Regions from separate parts of the Sus scrofa genome. Here region 1 is linked to region 2. Evidence: chromatin contacts called from public HiChIP or PLAC-seq data. All regions are on one chromosome and are shown on one strand. The core of a region is the stretch at or near the end of the contact, and the rest is flanking DNA. Distances in the headings are between cores, read along the strand shown.

Evidence for each region. HiChIP or PLAC-seq counts read pairs in DNA pulled down with a chosen protein or histone mark.
Region 1: a contact with region 2 is called in an H3K27ac HiChIP or PLAC-seq map of alveolar macrophages. The contact joins the enhancer-like site here to the promoter of SDC2 in region 2. A contact is called at or near these places in 3 of 5 promoter capture datasets (fetal liver, fetal skeletal muscle and liver), 17 of 47 Hi-C or Micro-C datasets (alveolar macrophages, embryonic fibroblasts, fetal heart ventricle and 9 more) and 2 of 2 datasets of contacts at active chromatin or transcription factors (alveolar macrophages and skeletal muscle).

What each region holds. Positions count from the first base shown.
Region 1 is chr4:40,288,649-40,294,740 of Sscrofa11.1, forward strand. No RefSeq gene overlaps it. Among named protein-coding and RNA genes, the nearest start is that of PTDSS1, 84 kb to the right of the region's middle. Within about 2 kb of position 4,118, at least 22 of the 83 cell types and tissues checked have an H3K27ac peak or open chromatin away from gene starts, as enhancers often do. A contact at or near this core is called in alveolar macrophages, fetal liver, liver and 2 more, where this site is marked.
Region 2 is chr4:40,127,618-40,134,234 of Sscrofa11.1, forward strand. SDC2 (syndecan 2) reads right to left here and starts at 1,866. Exons shown (of 5, transcript NM_001315754.1): 1 at 1,552-1,866. The coding sequence starts at 1,611.

The DNA.
Region 1 (6,092 bases), core at 2,868-5,367, 160 kb after region 2:
GGACATATGGCTGGGCTGGACCACACTGATGCCTGAGATGCCAAGGAGAGTTCTTGATCTGGCACAATGGGATCAGCGGTGTCTCTGGAGTACTGGGGTGCAGGATTAATCCCCAGTCAGGCACAGCAGGTTAAGGATCCGGTGTTGCCGCAGCTGTGGCATAGGTCACAACTGTGGCTCAGATCTAATCCCTGTTCCGGGAATTCCATACCCTCAGGGTGGCCGAAAAAAGAAAAAAAAAAAAAATCACCCTGAGATGACAAGCAGCTTGGGCTTGATCCCTTAACTCCTCTCTCATCAGGCACCAGCCCCACCGCTTCTCTCTGGAAGTCTGTCCTCCCATGAGGATCTTGCGAGGGGCAGAGCCCGTGATCCCTGGAAAGCACCAAGCATGGTTCCTGGCACATAATTAGCATTAGTTTTTATCATTAATTTTGCCATGTAGGACAATATTATCACCTGCCAGTCATGTCAGCATCTCAGCAGAAGAAGATGGGTGATGGAGTTCTCGTCTTGGCGCAGTGGAAACAAATCTGACTAGGAACCATGAGGTTTCGGGTTTGATCCCTGGCTTCATTCAGTGGGTTAAGGATCCCGTGTTGCCGTGAGCTGTGATGTAGGTCGCAGATGCGGCTTGGATTTGGCATTGCTACGGCTGTGGCGTAGGCTGGCAGCAACAACTCTGATTAGACCCCTAGTCTGGGAAACTCCATATGCCGTGGGTGTGGCCCTAAAAAAAAGACAAAAAAAAAAAAAAGAAGAAGAAGAAGAAGATGGGTGATGCCTACACATAAAGAAGTTTATTTGGAAAAGCTAAATATTCTTTTTCCCTCTCCCCATCTGAGCAGCTGCTCCTTAAAGGATTTTCTTAAACAAGATACAACTAACTATAATGATTTGTTTGAAAATCAGGGGTCGGGCTAGAACAAGTGGGCGTTGGGGGTGGGGGCTGTGCTGAAGTAGTGAGTCCAGTGTCTGATGTGGACTTTTGCTTTTGTTCTCGGGCCAACACTAGTACCCCCACCAGGGACAGATTTCATGACGCTGGCCATCTCCTCAGCAGCACACCAGAAGTCGTCTGCACGCCATTGTTCTCAACTTAAAAAGCAATGCTGCTGTTTCCAGCAATGCTATCTGAAAAACCAGCGACAAAGCAAGTGGATTTACATGCCAGCAAATCACGTTTTGGAGCATTCTTCACTGAAGGACTCCGATTTCCTCATTTCCCTTGATAAGTTTAACTTACAAACCCTAGTCCAAATACAAGGCTGGCTGTATTTGTCAGGGTTCCCCAGAGAAATGGAACCAATAGAATATATATATATATATATATATATATATATATATATATATACACTATACATATGAGGAGAGCTATTAGAGGAATTGGCTCACATAGCTAGGGAGGCCTGCATATCCCACAGTCTGCTGCTGTCTGCAAGCCAGAGAACCAGGAAATCTGGTGATGCGATTCAGTTCAAGTCCAAGGGCTCAGTTGGTATGTGTGTATGGGGACGGCGGCGGGGGGTGGGGGAGCGGTGTTAAGTCCTAGTCTGAGTTTGCAAGCCCAAGAACTTGGAGCAACAATGTCCAAGGGAAGAAGAAGGATGTCTCAGATGGAGCAGAGAGAGAACAGTTCCCACTGTGGCTCGGTGGTTAATAAACCCGACTAGTATCCATGAGGACAAAGGTTCGATCCCTGGCTTCACTCAGTGGGTTAAGGATCTGGCATTGCCATGAGCTGTGGTGTAGGTCACAGATGCAGCTTGGATCCTGCGTGGCTGTGGCTGTGACTGGCAGCTGTAGTTCCGTTTTGATCCCTAGTCTGGGAACCTCCATATGCCACAGGTACAGCCCTAAAAAGCAAAAAAAAAAAAAAAAAATTCAGCCTTCCTCTGTACTTTTGTGCTCCTCAGCCCCTCAACAGATCAGATGAGAGTCACCCACATCCTTGAAGGCAACCTACCAACTCAAACGCCAGTCTCTTCTGGTGACACCCTCACTGGCATACCCAGAAATGATATTCTCCTAGCTGTCTGGGCACTCCTTAGCCCAGGCAAGTTGACACAGAAAGCGAACCATCGATTATATTAAGTACTGGGCATCACATATTTAAGTGTCACGTACATCTTTGAGGGCCATCGCTGTTGGGCTTATCTCTGCTGCAATGACTTAGCGGTACAGAGGCAGAACCATCTGCAGAGGCATAATTTTCAGGAATGGACCTGCGGCTGAGGATATCCTGTGGCCCAGTTGTACCCATCCCCTCAGACATTTTTGAGGGCCTCCACGCCCTCTTGTGTGGTCTGGCTAGTCCCACGTCGGAGCTGAGCCTGGCATTTTGTGAATCAAATGTGGTCCAAAGAAAACAGCAGGAAGACCTGAAGGTGAGGGTGGGAGTGAAGAGGTGCTTGTGAGCTTATATATTTCTGTGGGTGGACACGCCTGTGATCTCCGGCATCACATTCCCACGCACCACGCTCTGCCGTCGGCGTACTTCCTGACCACACGAAGAGAAACACAATCCCATCCACTTTAATAGATGCTCGGCCAGACTGGGGCTGTTAAAACAGTGGCTTGAGAACTTCAAGACGCCGGGTGTTTTTGCAGCTTTCACCCATCATTTGGAAGCAGGACGAGGTTGGGTTTGAGGGCAAAAATGCTGAACACCAGCACTGTGATCTCAGGAACTGGATTCTGTGGTCCGGGAAGGGCGGCAGGAATTCACGCGGTGACCAGCGGCCCCTTCCTGCCTCGGCAGAGCGTGGAGCTCCTTCCGCCCCGCATGTGAAATCTAAGCCGGGAGCCGACCCGCAGCTGGAATGAACATTCAAACCCAGCGGTCATTGTGTCTTGAGGATGACTTTGCGGCTGTCTTCACCGCTTGCAGCCGCGCTGAGAAGTCTGTTCCCACCGAGTGAGCAGACTTTGACTCGTAAGAGGGACAGGAAGAGAATTTCAAAAAATCTTACCGGAAAACCACCTCTGAGAAAGTCAAAACGGGGTTTGGGGCGGGGGAGGAGGGGGGTAAGGCTGACCACACCAGGGGCTGGTCTAGAGCTGGGCCACCAGATCAGCAGGCAGAGAACGGTCACCTCCAGTCCCATCCCTCTTTGTGAAGAGTGTGGCATTTCAGTCTTTGGCCAGTGAGTCATCAGAAAATGTTATTTCTCATTTTAGAAAAATACCTAGGAGTTCCCGTCGTGGTGCAGTGGTTAACGAATCCGACTTGGAACCATGAGGTTGAGGGTTCGGTCCCTGGCCTCTCAGTGGGTTAAGGATTCGGCGTTGCCGTGAGCTGTGGTGTAGGTCACAGACGTGGCTCGGGTCTGGTGTTGCTGTGGCTCTGGCGTCAGGAGGTAACTACAGCTCCAATTGGACCCCTAGCCTGGGAACCTCCATATGCCGCGGGAAGCGGCCCTAGAAAAAGCAAAAAAAAAAAAAAAAAAAAAAAAAGAAAGAAAGAAAAATACCTGATCTCAGTGGGACATTTCACTGTTATCTGTTCTCCCTAAAAATATGGTGGTGGCAGTGGGGGAACCCAGACCCTTAGAAATTAAAGCCATATGGATACCATATTTAAAAAAAAGAACGCAAAACACAACAACGCAGGCCATTACATGATTGCTGACCGTAGGAATTCAGTATTTATAATTTACATTCTTTCCCATACTTTGCAGTCCTTTTCAGAAGTGAAGAGCAGAGGTTTACGGCCTCGCCAGATCGTAAATCAGATTCCTGAGGGCTGAGGGAGCTGCTACAGGCAGGGGGCATCGCCTTCCGACAGTTTGCAGAAGGCAAGGAAACGTCAGGAAAAGAACCCAAACAGACAGAGGGGGGGCTCTGCTTCAAGGAAGCTCGAGACACCCGTTAGTCCCGCCACCAAGCACGGAAGCAGCAGAAAACGCAGGGAAGATCAACATCTGCAGTCGCTGCGGGCACCACCGCTAAGTGCGCACCAGGGGGAGGGGAGCCCCCCGGGGCTCCTTACCCTCCATCAGCAGAGGCTGCCTGAGAGCCAGGCGGGGGGGTGGAAATAGGTGGAGGCTCGGGTCCAGGAACCCGGCAGAAGACGTGTGCGCAAGAATTAAATCAAGGAGCCTGGGGTGGGAGGAAGAGCATCAGGGTTGATCTGACGCCCCCTAGTGGCCATGTGCTCTTGGGCGAAGTACTCGAGCCTCAGAGCCAGGGAAACGTGGAAAACAGGCAAACTCACAGGATTGAAGAATACACATACATTTGGGGCTGGATGCAAAGGGGAGCGGGGGAGGGGGTCTTAAGCGACGCCCCTTATCTAGAATTGGAAGTGCTGTTCTGGCACCTGGCTCCCTAGCAAACCCAGCTGAGTGGTATCCAGGAAGATTCAGGGGAGGGAGGGTGTCTCAAGACACACCACCTCTCCAAGAGGTCTTTTGAAGCACCCCAGTCGCCCGAATGCCTTTGTCTGGAAGATCTGTCGGCAGGGGCCCTGGTGAACTCATCCGCCTACTCCTGGCCTGGCTTTCATTCCCTCTGAGAGAAGGCAGAGGATTTTAAACATTTTGAAACGTGGGGATCTTGGCGTGCCTTTCCCAGGTTGCACCCGTAAAATACCTAATCAGCCCATGATGTGTGCAGATGGACTGACGGATGAGTCAGGCGAGTGGGAACAGTAAGGTTTACAGTCCAGATTTTCCAGCATGGATGGTTACATAAACCATGCCTGCAATTTGATGCTGTAATTAAGGCTATTGTGTGTATACTTCAGACATGTGAATGCAATATTTTAGGTTTTGGGTCTCTGATTTACCTTCTTTTACTTTTAAAGGCAAACAAATCTTATTTCCCATGGTTGTAAAGTCCACATGAGTCCCCTTTACTCAGCGTCCAGAAAAGGGACAGACACACCCTACACAGGAAGACTGGTGTCTGAGGAGCTGAGGAGATTTGTGGGGGTCAGGAGGTCAGGCATATGGGGAATACCTTCTGCCATTAGCACCCACAATTTGCAGACCCTTGGCAATGATGTTTTCAGAGTATTCCAATAACAAACAAACAAAACTAACTCCCAGGGCAAAGAGGTCCAAGCACGAGCCCAGAATGGCCAAGGAGCTTGGGGGTCCGGTTGCATCAGTCGTGATAGCAAAACTCTCAGACCAATTCTATTTTCTTTTTTCCCCCCTTCTTCTTCTTCTTCTTCTTCTTTTTAGGGCTGCACCTGCGGTATATGGAGGTTCCCAGGCTAGGGGTCTAATCAGAGCTACTAGCTGCCAGCCTACACCACAGCCACAGCAACACAGGATTCAAGCTGCGTCTGTGACCTATACCACAGCTCAGGGCGATGCTGGACCTTCACCCACTGAGTGAGGCCAGGGATCAAACCTGCAACCTCATGGTTCCTAATCAAATTCATCCACTGTGCCACGACGGGAACTCCCCAATTGTATTTTCTGAAAGATGTTCGTGTTGGCGCTGGGTTTATGAGACGCGGATGGATCTGCCAATACCCTTCTCTTTGCTCCAAGAAGGCAATGCTGGGGCTTAGGAGTCTCTTTTACCAGTACTGCAGACAGGAAGCTTGCCCGTCACCCACCCCTCCAGCCAGCTGCTGTACACAGAGACCAGTTTTCAACCAGGGTATCACGATGGATAAGCTGAGCTTAGCCGTGTGAGAGGCCTGGGAGCCAGCCACTTGGACCCGCTGTAAATCCTTGACCGTGCTAGACAGTGACAAACAATACCTTCTCATAGGACAGGCAGCTATAAAACCTGCCCAACCAACCTGCAAGAAAGGGAATGTCCAGAGAGACAAAATTGCAGGTGAATTTCTGAAATGGATTAAAGACAGTTTTTAGGCAACACAGGAGACAAGGAAGATTTCAGCCTTCCCACACACTAAAAAACCACCACCACCACCAAAAAAACCTCAAAAGCCAAATAAACAAAACCACACACACATCCAACTATTTCCTCCCTCTTTGGTAGATATTAGTAAATAAGTCCTTTAATTCATAGATGATAGTGAAATGAAAAAGCCATGGGTATTTATTGCGTCAAAGATATTACCACATTCAATTAAAAAAACTTTGACTCCTTTACCTATGATAGTTCTA
Region 2 (6,617 bases), core at 616-3,115:
TTCACAGCCGGAGCACCCACATTTCCATCTACTCTATTCCGTTTACAATCCTACCTGCTCTCCAATCTCAGAGTAACATTTGAGGACCCCATAGCATACACAGAGGCTCCCACACCGATGAAAAAATGCCCATCTGCTGCTCAGGGCCAAAGAGGTTTCCCGATTCCAAATCGGGTGGGGGGGAATAACAGGCGAGGGGGGGAAACTCATGAAACCACCTTAAAGATGACATTAATTGTCTTCGAAAAGGCAGTTCAGATTACTAGAAATGGACAAGTTATTTGGTGGCACAAGGAGGAGATATGAGGAACCAGAAGGGACAGAAACAGCTGCACTCCCTAACCGAGGTCCCAGACCGCAATGAGGCTGCAGACGTGATCCGGGTGCTGGGATTCCACCCAGCCGGACAAAGCTCAGAGCGCCCAGGTAGGGGCCGTCACGCACAAATCAAAACCCAGGAGGCAGTTCCCTTTAGAGGGCGCTCATTGGGTGTCGGAGGGAAACAAGCTCCAACCCCCGAAACGCGACCCAAAGGGGGAGAAAGCAAGTTCCCACCGCCGAGGCCAGGGAGGGAAGCTAGATGCCCGCTTTCGGGCCCGTGGGAGAAGAGACTCCTCCAAGCCTCGGTGCACCCCAGCCGGGGCCCGCGAGGACGAGCGTGGCGGGCTGGAAGCCCCGGTTCTCCGAGCAGCCAGGCGACCCGAGGCCAAGCTCAGTGTCTCAGGCACCTCACCTCGCCCAGCTGCTGCACTTGAGCGCAACCCCTACCAAAATGCCCTCCTGTTCCTTAGGGCCCGCAAGCCGCCCCCCGACCCTCAAGGAGGTCGGGTCGTTGCAAGACTTGGAGTCCAGGGGTCCGCATCCTGGCATTTTGGGGCGCATCCCGCTCACCCCCCAAGGGACCGACGACTGTGCCTCCGCGGGTAGCTTATCCACGCAGTGTCTGCTCCCTTACCCCAGCCACCCGGAACATCAAACAAAAGAACTTTTGCAAACTTTCCTCTCCGGACACTCGCGGGTTTCTCAAAGCTGGGCCCCATCTCCCCAGAACGTGCATTCAATGGAGTAGGAAAGCTGGCGTGGGGGTGTGTGTGTGCTGACAAAGGGACCCCAAAGTTTCCAGGTCGTTCCTGGGTCTCCGGGAGCGCGCGGAGGGGACCAGTTCTCACGCTGCCCTTTCCCGACATCCTCTCTCCGGCCACCCTTCCCCATCGGTCCTTCCCGGCCATAAAGAAAGACCCTCCGAGGGCGAAGAAGTTGGGAGAGATTTCTGGGGCCTCTGCGGTTCGACAAAACTGCCGTACTCTCTTGCTGATCCCGGGGGACCTCCAGGCAACTCCAGGGAGCGGCGCTTTTCTGCGGGAAAGGGAGGAGGGAAGGGGCGGAGGAGCGAGCGCATTTGTCCCAGCAGATCCCCGGGGGCCGAGCTGACACAGCTGGGAGTGGGGGGCATCCCCCAGGTGGCGCTCCCCGACTCCCCGCGGGCTCTGCGCACCCCGCTCGGCCTCGACACCCTATGTGGCGCGCGCGTCCCCCTCCTGGCCCACTCACCGACTCCGCCGACACGCAGGCCACCAAGCCCAAGGTGAGCAGGATCCAAACGCGCCGCATATTCCCCGGGGATCGGCTGCTCCCAGCCGCCGCTTGCAACCAGAGAGAAGCGGAACCTCTTGCTCAGCGCCCGGCGCAGCCCGCGCCGAAGAATCCGGAGCGGAGCAGCCTCCGCGACCGCGGCTCCGGCTCGGGGGCTCGGGGGTTCGGGCTCGGGACTCCGGGGCGCTCGCTTCTTCTTCCTGCGCCTGCTCCCGCTGCCCGCGGCTGCGCTGGGGGAACGCGGCGCCTTCTCACTTGTTGGTTCCTACACTCCCGACGCCGAGTTGTTGCTCCGGGGAGGCAGCTCTCTGGAGCCTTTCTTGCTCTGCTGTAGTTTTACTCCTCCGCGGACTCCTTCCCCGTGTCGCGGCTCGGTTTCTGATTTTTGAGGAATAAATTAGATGGCTTGGAATGTAGCTGCAGCTGAAGTTTGGGGGCAGAGCGGTGGGGGCGCGAGATCCGCGCGGCTGGAGCTCTGGGAGTATCTGGAGAGAAGCGCGTCCGGCAGGGCTAGTGGCTCCGCGGCTGCGCCCCTCCTCCTCCCGCGCCGCCGCCTCCCTCCCAGGGTCCTCCTCCTCCACCTCCTCTTCTCCTCCCGCTCCCTCCCTCCCTCCCCAGCCAGCTTCTCTGGGCTTCTCCGGGCCACTCGGGAGAGGAGGCGGCTGTGTGACTCCCTGCTAAACCCGGGAGAAATTCCTACAGGATTACACCGCGATTGGCAGCTCGGGGGACCAGTGGCCGCCGGCAGCTCCGCGCTGTGGCTGCTCTGGGTCTGCTCGTCTGCAATCTGTGCTCCGGCGCTCCTTTATTTTCTGGCTTCCTTCTCCCCTTACCCCTTCGCCTTTTCCTCTCGCCTCCCCCTTGCTCCTTCTCTATTTTCTATTCTCTTTCACTTTTCTGGAGAAAGATCGGTGAAGCGACGAGACATATTTAGCTTTTCTGCCGGCTGGAATTCGACCAGTAGCAAGAAGCTGCTTTGAGAGTTGGAAAAAACACACACACACACCAAGTTTACAGATGCTTTCAAGCAGTGTAAAGTGTTCATAAATCGCTAGTTCATGAAAATTGTATTTTAAAAGCGAAAACAATAAACGTAATAAACGTGTGTTGAGCATTTCCCACCCACCCTAACGCCCCCCCCCCAAAAAAAAAATCTGGAGGAAAGCTCCCATAAACCCAAAACGCAACCCTTTAAAAGCTCATAATTTCATTAAGGGCTTAAATACCATTTCTGCCTCACACATGGTTTAAGCCCCGAAGGCATTTTATAGGCTCCATTTCAACATAGAGGTGTTAATGTTTGGAAGCTACAAATAGGGCAATTTGATGAGAAATTGGATAGAGACCCTGAACAATAACAGATTGAAGAGAACTTCAAAGAAAAGCAGGATAAAGTAATTTCTAGTTTGAAGAAAATGATGAGCATGTGTTTCCTGAATGGAAGTAATTGGTCCCAAGTATTTTGTGGTGAAGTCTTTTTTTTTTTTTTTTTTTTTTTTTCAGTTCTGTGTCTCTAGTGCACTACCGGACATGGCAAACTCCCTGCCAGTTTCTACCACTATTTTTCTCTCTAATTTCTGGAGTAAATGAATTGTAGAGCCAGTCTGGTCCTAGAATGCCCACTCCAGGAGACCAGCGACTTTTCTGTCTTGTTCACCACTGTATTCTCATTCCTGTTGCCTAAAGATATACAATACATATTTATTGGATAAACTTTGATCTAAAACTCTATACTGCATAAGAGTTGTGAGCCTTTAAGAAACCTAGATGTAGATATATAGACACCAGACCTTGATACTTTTTGAACTTAGAATAATATACAGTCATACTCTACGGAGGATATTGTGAGTATGTATATATGCATGTGTGACTGGGTCACCTTGCTGTACAGTAGAAAATTGACAGAACACTGTAAACCAGCTATAAAGGAAAAAATAAAAAGCATTTATATATATATATATATACTGTAAATATATATATTTACAGTCATACTCTAAGTGCGAACTACAATGTCTTAGCAACCTCTCACCATAAGAAATCTCAGAGAAAGAAATTTAGAGAACTAGAGAGAACTTTAGAGAATGCTAAGTCTGAGACATTGAGCTCTTTGGGTTTTAAGTCCCAACTACCAAGCTCCCAACAGGCAAATCTAAGGTATTGGCAGCCAAAAAGTAACATGGAAAAATGGAAAAGTGAAGAAAAGAAAAAAATATCAAGGGACTGAGCATTGTAACATCAGACGCTTCTGATTCCACCAAAACTGAGCTGGCCCCTGTGGGTCAGTGTGGGTCTGGCTTGGGTCTTGGAGGAATGAACTATATATTTTTAAAATAGATTCTTTGTGGGTTGAACACAGGTAGACATGGCCATTCCCACTTCTGCAGAACTTCCAGTCCAGGCGTCATGGTCATCCTATAACCTCCATGAGTGTGTGTTAACAGCCCCCCTGCTGTAAAAGAGGATCAGGCTACACACCCTAAGTTAGCAGCTTCTAAGGAGGGAGCTTCAAACCCAATTCTATGGATCTCCAAACCTGTGGGTTGGAAGAATTCATTTGTGAGTCATAGAATTTCTTGAGATGGGGAGACTTCTGAAGGAGTTTCCAAAGGACAAGGAGCAATGGTGAGAGAAATGCACAGAGCCATAAAATGTCACTCTGCCTCTTAGAGACCCAGTCTATTCTCCAGGCTTTGGGCAAGGCCACACCCCTTTTCTCCCCAACAGTTAAGAACCCATCAAATAAGTTAGAGTTCCAAAGAAAGGGGAAAAGGCATTTCTCTGCTGGCTCTCACAGCTATTGCTGTTTATTGAGGCATCCAGCTAGAGAGGCATGGCGACTGCTCTCTGATTCAGCTGGGGTGGACAGTGATAAAAATGAATTAGCAGATGCATCTGTTGAAGGAATATATCTGTGCACGTGAGGACATATTCCAAGGCTCTTGACATTTATGAGACTCTCGGTGACTTGGTATTTTTCACAATGGTCATGTAGCCTTGAGAGCATGTACAACAAGGCCATGGTGCTGTTTTGAGAGTCATAGAATATCAGCAATATGATAAACAAATGTTCATGATCTTGTGCTCAAAATGCCTGAACAGGTGTAGTCAAAAGGATAATCTGACTGTGTGAAAACCACAGTGAAACCACTTACACAAGAGCTGGCTACAAAAAAGTTACCCATGCTGAGTGGGAGTGGGGGATGTCTCCTGGCCTTAGAAACATGGCTAAACTTGGCAATGGTGAAGGCCCTGTCTTTGTCTGTTTGGGCTGCTATAAGAAAAATATCGTAGACTTGGAGGCTTATAAACAACAACAATTTTGTTTCTCATAGTTCTGGAGGCTGGGAAGTCCAAGATCAAGGCGCTGGCAGATTCAAGGGTATAGTGAGAGCAATCTTCCTAGTTCATAGATGGCTGTCTTTTCTCTGTGTCCTCATATGGAGAGGAGGTGAGAGAGGTTTGGGGAACCTCGTGTAAAGCTGCTAGTCCTATCTGTGAAGGCTAGGCTGTCATGACCTGAGCACCCCCAAAGGCCCCACTGCCAAATACCATGACTTTAGAGGTTAGGATTTCAACATATATACTTTGAGGGAACACAGACATTCAGCCTATAGCCACCAATTTATTCATTTTGCTAATTGGATTTTTTTTTTTTTTGTCTTTTTAGGGCCACACTGGCAGGATATGGAGGTTCCCAGGCTAGAGGTCTAATCAGAGCTACAGCTGCTGGCCTACAGCACAGCGACAGCAATGTGGGATCCAAGTCATGTCTGCGACCCACACCACAGCTCACAGCAATGCCAGATCCTTAATCCACTAAGTGAGGCCAGGGATCGAACCCTCAACCTCATGGTTCCTAGTCGAATTCATTTCCGCTGTGCCATGATGGGAACGCTTGGATTTTTTTTTTTTTTAACCCTACAAGGACTGATAAGGTAGAATTCTGTGGAGTGTTATCTAATATGCTAAGTGTAGCTTGTGAGGAGAGCCACAGGCTCCTGTCTAATATATACTTTCAGGGTCTTCATCTGAGGACCATGTTTTGACGGCACAACAAATACAACAACCACCAATCCTTTCCCAAATAGCTTCACTGATTGCTACAAAAGAAACACTCTACGTCAAGAATCTCAGAAGAAAATATAACAAATGGACCCACAGAGAGCCTAAGAGGCAGAAATGTAAAAATTAAGAAATAATGCTCACGAGACAAAATGAAGTCATGGAAATGAAAACTAGTGGAGACATATTTTTAAACCTCAGCTGACACATTGGCCTCTGTCATTATGGTATCTAAGGATATCATATTATAACTGTGGACAAGCAGGTGCTGTGTCCCAGGGTGAGCTGTCAGAGCAGGAACCTGCAGAAGGCACATATGCCACTTGGTTGTTCTCGGTTGTTCTTCCACTCGCCATCCTCTGGAATTCTCCCAGGGGTCTATGCTAGAAATCCATTTAGTAGGATCAGACCTGACTAGATTCATTTGGAAGATGCTAGAACCTGAGCCTCAGAGGAAATCCAACCTGCCAACTATTAATTACTGATGCTAATCATGGCAAGTGAGTGGAGGCCATGATGAAAATCTACAGGCAATTCCCCCCAAATTTATTCTTTTTTTTTTTTTTTTGTCTTTTTGCTATTTCTTTGGGCCGCTCCCGCGGCATTTGGAGGTTCCCAGGCTAGGGGTCGAATCGGAGCTGTAGCCACTGGCCTACGCCAGAGCCACAGCAATGCAGGATCCGAGCCGCGTCTGCAACCTACACCACAGCTCATGGCAACGGTGGATCGTTAACCCACTGAGCAAGGGCAGGGACCGAACCCGCAACCTCATGGTTCCTAGTCGGATTCGTTGACCACTGTGCCACGACGGGAACTCCCCAAATTTATTCTTAAGCTCAATCTTTCCACTCACTTTCATCCACCCTTTTCCAGGGAAGTTGGCTGATATGGGTTTCATAATTTGATTCGGTGCTAATATGGAACAAAATGGTCACATTTTAAGCAACAGAACACAGGCAGGA